Linked DNA regions of Mus musculus: region 2 is linked to region 1. A link is a contact called in public Hi-C data. All regions are on one chromosome and are shown on one strand. The core of a region is the stretch at or near the end of the contact, and the rest is flanking DNA. Distances in the headings are between cores, read along the strand shown.

Region 1 (2,755 bases), core at 201-2,700:
GTCCACACACTTGCCCTGCCATCTTCATGTGGCAGCTGTCCCGACTATATGTCCTTCTGTTGGTACCCCAGGTGCTCATATGTATCCGAGTGTGTGTACTAACGATGGGACAGGCATGATTGTCTTCTTCCTACATGGATCCTACTTCATTTCATCAAACGCCAGCTCCTCCATGGCACTCACTGGCCTGCCCCAGTGCTGTTTACTCGATCATCCTCCAGGCTCTCACAGTGATTTACATGTTTCTTTCCAGCGCATCCTGTTGTGTGTTGTAGTTTGCATCAAAGACTTACCCCTTGATGCAATGGTAATACCTTTGTTATCTGCACACTCCGAAGTTTAGTACACTGCCTTGCATTCACTAGATCCTATATAGACTTTGTAAGTGGAATAGAGGCTTGTCCTCTTTTAACTTAATTGGAATTATTTTTTAATAGTTTTTAAGTGTCATGTTTGCATCATTTAATCCCTTCCTTTCCACCTCCAAATCCTCCCATAGCCCCCACATTCCCACTCACATTTATGACTTTTTAAAATTAATATTGTTATACACACACACACACACAGAGTACCTATTTGGTCCATTTAGTTCTGTCTCATGTACATGTGTATTGGGCTAGGGTTAGGGTTAGGGTTAGGGTTAGGGTTAGGGTTAGGTTAGGGTTAGGGTTAGGGTTAGGGTTGTATAAGGGATTCTCATCCCTGGAGAATAATCATTTTCCTCCCTGTGTAGCCATTGTCTGCCTATATCTCTCATCTAGAGGTGAGGCCTTGTGAATTTCCATCCCCTTTGGCATTTCCGGTGGTATTGTTACTATGCATGTCTTGTTTAGACAATGCCTGTCTAGAAGAAACTGTCTTGTAGAAGGCATCCTACTTGTCTGATTCTTACACTCTTTCTGTCTCCTCTTCCATGATTGTCCCTGAGCCTTCTGTACAGGGCTTGTATTGTGGATGCATTGGGGTTGGATACTGGGCATGGTTAGTCGATCTCTATATTTTGACCAGTTGTGGACCTTTAGAATAGTCTCTATCATTGCAAAAAAGAAACTTCTTGGATTATAGGTGAGAGTTACTCTTATCAGACTGGGTTGTCCAGATCTTGTTATGTGGAAGATGATTGTATCTAAAAAGCTCAAACCTAGGTGTTAAAAAACCCAGGTTCTGGCGCTGGAGAGCTGGCTCAGCAGTTAAGAGTGTGTACCCATGTTCACAGCACCTATGTAGGCTGCCCACAACCACCTGCAACTGTAGCTCCGGGGTATCTGATGCCTCTGACCTCCGCTGGCTCCTGAACTCATGAACACTGAGCCACGCAGAGATAAACACACATGCACATAATTAGAGATGAAATATATCTTTAAAAACATTAAATCAAGATTACTCAAAAAGTTTGACCAGAACCCCAAGAGGAAGTGTCTACCAATCGTGACTCATCCTGGTCCAGTTCTAGAAGTGTGCTCTTCAGAAAAGTCGCCACTGTGATTTGTCTGTTCCACCTAAGGCAATGCTTCTGCCCCGTGGATGCTCGGGGCAGGGGCAGGGGCAGGGGCAGGGGCAGGGGCAGGGGCAGGGGCAGGGGGGCAATGAGCAGCGTCAGACAACAATGTTTCTGCCACACAGGCATCTGGAGTCCGGTGCTGTCCCTCTTTCCTACAGGAACAAGTTACAATCACACATTCACAAGAAATCCTCTGCTCCCATCCCTGGCAGATCTCGGAGTTTCCCACAAGCCATCTGGGTCTCTTTCTATGGTCCTTTTTTTTTTTCCTCAAGTTTTCTTTTCTTTTGTTTTTGTTTTTGTTTTTCCAATTTCATTATTAGTTGTTAATGTTCTTAAAATTGCAGATCCCCATCCATCAGGGATTGTACCTTACAATTAATAACTGGAGTATGAACAGCTGTGATTGGACCTGTGTCTGTTTGAATGCTTATTTTATTCTGAGTCCTACTCTCAAATCCAGCATGCTAGAGACTCTACTTGTTTGTCACTTGTAGAAAGGAGAAGCCATTAAATCTCTTCAGAGTCTTCATTCTTACTGGTTCCCCTTTGACATTTTTTAAACGTTTTGTAAAGTAGATACTGTGGGATTGCTGTTTGCTGAGGCATGTCGCTGTCTTTTCCTTTAGCATGACCCTTCTCGGATGACCCAACCCTGAGGCCTTCATAGCTCTGGCTTCCTGGCGTGACCCAGGTGTCACTGTCTTCTGTGTCTTCATCAGCAACGAGATTGACTTTGGAAAAAAAAAATATCATTAAAAGTTCACAGTAAATTCAGCTCCAAACAGTTTCCATAAACACAGAATTACTTTGGTTTTATGTTCACAAGTCAAACATGGAAAGGATATTTGGTGACTGTCAAAAGTTGTCATTAGTCTCTTTACGGATAACTTGATTTTGAGTCCGGAGGTGTGGCTCAGAGGTAGGGTACTCATCTCTGTCACACATGGCCCTGAGTTTCAGTTTGGAAGAAGCACAAAGAAACTTAAAGTAACTTGATTTACTTATAACCACAGTAACCTTTTGCCTTGTTGGTTTCCCATGATTCTGGGATAGAATTGGGCTCCTCTCTGTGCTAGGTAAGCACTCTCCCACTAAACCATAGCCACGATGCTGTTACCTGGTTTTATTGCTTTGTTTTCTGAGACAAGGCCTTACATTACAGCCCAGGCTGACTTAGCATTCACCATTCTCCTGCCTCAGCCTCCAAAAGGGATCACAGACAGGTGATACCACCATGCCCAACCCAAACAC
Region 2 (2,783 bases), core at 66-2,565, 110 kb after region 1:
GGCCCCACCCTCTCCCTCCTTTGCTCTGGGTCTAAGTGACATGGAACAGGGCTCCACACTGGATGTGATTAATAGGAAATAGTCCTGAGTAGTTTTTTATTTTTAGTAGTTTTTTTGTTTATTTTAGCTCAAAGAAGAGGAACTTGGCCACTTTTGTAGGTTTGACAGGGGAAAGGCAACTTCCCAAGGTTTCTATCTATATGAAAGAGAATGTTGGAACAGAACTAAGGGGAAGCCACAAATCATACCCTCTACCTCGTCTTCTAGGTATGGGGAAAAGTCTTAGCTACTTCTGCCTTTGGAATGGCCCTACAGATACCGGAGTATAAAAAAAGTTCTAGTAATTCAGGCCTGAATTTTGAGGGCATGGTTGCCTGCACCTATAATCCCCATATTCTAGAGATAGAAACAAAGAAGGCCACAAGTTCTAGACCAGCCTAGGCTACATAGCAAAATTCTGTCACAAAGCAAAACACAAACCTTGAACTTCCTAAGTCTTTGCATTAATCAAATATTTTCACATCAGTAACTTGGCTTTTCTTGTTGTTGGTTTGATTTGGTTTGGTTTTAAATTGGGTTTCACTACCTGGCTGGCCTTGAACTCAAAGAGATCTATCTGCCTTGGCCTCTGAGTGCTGGGATTACAGGCTTGCACAGTCATGCTCAGCCATACACATCACACACAACACACACACACACACACACATCATCATCACCATCACCATCACCATCATCATCATCTTATTCATATCAGATAAGTCAAGATTATTCTCTGTATATGTGCTGGTGTTTCAGAAACTCAAATTTATTATAATATGCATATGATGTTCATTGTACAAATAGTTTTCATTGTTCCTCACTAGTGTAGATAGGAACTCTTCACGAGAAATGAAGCCACCCACTAAGTCTCCACAAAAATACACTCCACCCTACTCCAAAATGTAGAGAAGATTAATGGTCCAGAGAAAGCAGACACTCACACCTTTCCGTGACTTTTCTGAAAGAGGAAGTGGGCTGAAGAGCAGCAGAAAGGGGAAGCTAGTGCCTTCCCTTTCATTTTCTCTGAAGCTATGATACAGTGTCTTAAACCCCAACCCTGCCCATAGAATACACACTTAAGGACATCAAAGGCCAGAATTATAGTAAAGGATTTTCTAAATGTTTTAAGAGACCGTATTCAGCACTTGGAATGCACAGATGTATGTGCTAGGTGATAGAGAACGAGGTATCTTAGTTAAGGTTTCTACTGCTACAATGAAACACTATCACTCAAAGACATGGGGAGGAAAAGGTGCATTTGGCGTACACTTCCATATTACTGTTCATTATTGAAGGAAGTTAGGACAGGCTCAAACAGGGCAGGATCCTGATGCAGAGGCCATGGAGGGAGCTGCTTACTGGCTTGCTCTTCATGGTTTGCTCAGCCTGCTTTCTTATAGAACCCAAGACCACCAGTCCAGGGATGGCAGCACCCACAATAGGCTGGGCCCTTTTCCATTGATCACTAATTGAGAAAATGCCTTATGGCTGGATGTCATGGAGGCATTTTCTCCACTGAGGCTCCCTCTCACTGATGACTCCAGGTTGACACACAAAAGCAGCCAGAGCATTGGATTTCTTCAGGTTAGTTTCCTTTGTCTGAGAGTTTAAAGATATTCCTATTTTAACCCATTCACCAACAAATAAACAACAAACAAACAAAGAAAATAAAAAAAACCCTCTTGGGATTTAAAACATGTCTCACAGAAAAATTATTCATAACATGCTATCAAGTATATCGTATAAATCCTACTGTCTACTTTGACAGTTATCACAAAGCTGATAAGCATGTGTGTGTGTGTGTGTGTGTGTGTGTGTGACTTTAAGCAGCCTAGATGGCAGTTTAATTGTATTGCTCTCTCTCTCTCCCTCTCTCTCTCCTTCCCCCCTTCCATCTCTCTTCTCCCCCCATGCTGTCATTGACCTGTCTCTCAGACTGTTGCCCCTCTGTGTATCTCTGTGTCCATGGATGTCATTGCATACCCTTGTACTTTCCCCTCTCTACACCATCCCTCTGTCACCCCTCCCTAGTTACTCTGTCCTCTATATCAAGAACGATCTCGGTTTGTGAAATATTCCTCTCCCTTGGACTCCTTTCATGTCCACTTTTCCTACATTTTGTGCCAAAATATCTCATTACAAGTGTTTGAATATTTGCTTTAAAAGTCATTTGCTGGTGGCTCATTGTGTGCATGCAGAAGTGAAAACCTGGAGTGGGTCCAAGTGGCTTTCAGTGGGAGATTAGCTAAATAAATTATGTTGGCTTTATGAAATGGAATACCTTAATACAACCATGCAACACACATCTGCTTCTTGTCATGAAGACTATTTGTGGCACTTTTTTTTTTTTTACTTTTAAAAAGTAGATTACAGGAGGCTGGAGAGATGGTTCAGCAGTTGAGAGCACTGGCTGCTCTTCCAGAGGACCCAGAGGACATAGGTTCAATTCCCAGCACCACCATAACAGTTCATAGCTGTCTGTAACTCCCAGTTCAGGCAATCTGACACCATCACATAGACGTGTCATACAGTCAAAACAACGATGTACATAAAATCAAAATAAATATTTTTTTAAAAATGTGTTATATACAGTATGTCTAATACAAATGCCCTTTTAAGTATATATTTTTTTACAGAAATTAAGAAGGATTTGTTCCAACTCACCAGGAAGGATAGCCTCCACAGAGTGAAGCTAGCAATTCCTTAATTTAATTCCTCTTTCCTTTCATGTCTGTTTTTAGTTT

The links. A called contact is a pair of places that touch in the nucleus more often than the background predicts.
Region 2: a Hi-C map of bone marrow-derived macrophages shows a contact between it and region 1, with 42 read pairs. The contact joins two enhancer-like sites. A contact is called at or near these places in 2 of 39 promoter capture datasets (maxillary cranial neural crest and neutrophils), 1 of 15 datasets of contacts at CTCF or cohesin (CD8 T cells), 14 of 484 Hi-C or Micro-C datasets (the C2C12 cell line, the HPC-7 cell line, Th1 cells and 8 more), 4 of 115 datasets of contacts at active chromatin or transcription factors (CD8 T cells, bone marrow-derived dendritic cells, bone marrow-derived macrophages and 1 more) and 3 of 9 other capture datasets (adipose tissue, liver and pancreatic islet).

The regions. Positions count from the first base shown.
Region 1 is chr12:73,771,676-73,774,430 of GRCm38.p6, forward strand. The region is part of intron 12 of Prkch (protein kinase C, eta); the gene reads left to right. Gm34189 (a long non-coding RNA gene) reads right to left here. Exons shown (of 3, transcript XR_003950198.1): 3 at 1,585-2,235. Among named protein-coding and RNA genes, the nearest start is that of Gm34189, 9.1 kb to the right of the region's middle. Within about 2 kb of position 1,451, at least 18 of the 459 cell types and tissues checked have an H3K27ac peak or open chromatin away from gene starts, as enhancers often do. A contact at or near this core is called in bone marrow-derived macrophages, where this site is marked.
Region 2 is chr12:73,880,621-73,883,403 of GRCm38.p6, forward strand. No RefSeq gene overlaps it. Among named protein-coding and RNA genes, the nearest start is that of Hif1a, 26 kb to the right of the region's middle. Within about 2 kb of position 1,316, at least 136 of the 459 cell types and tissues checked have an H3K27ac peak or open chromatin away from gene starts, as enhancers often do. A contact at or near this core is called in bone marrow-derived macrophages, where this site is marked.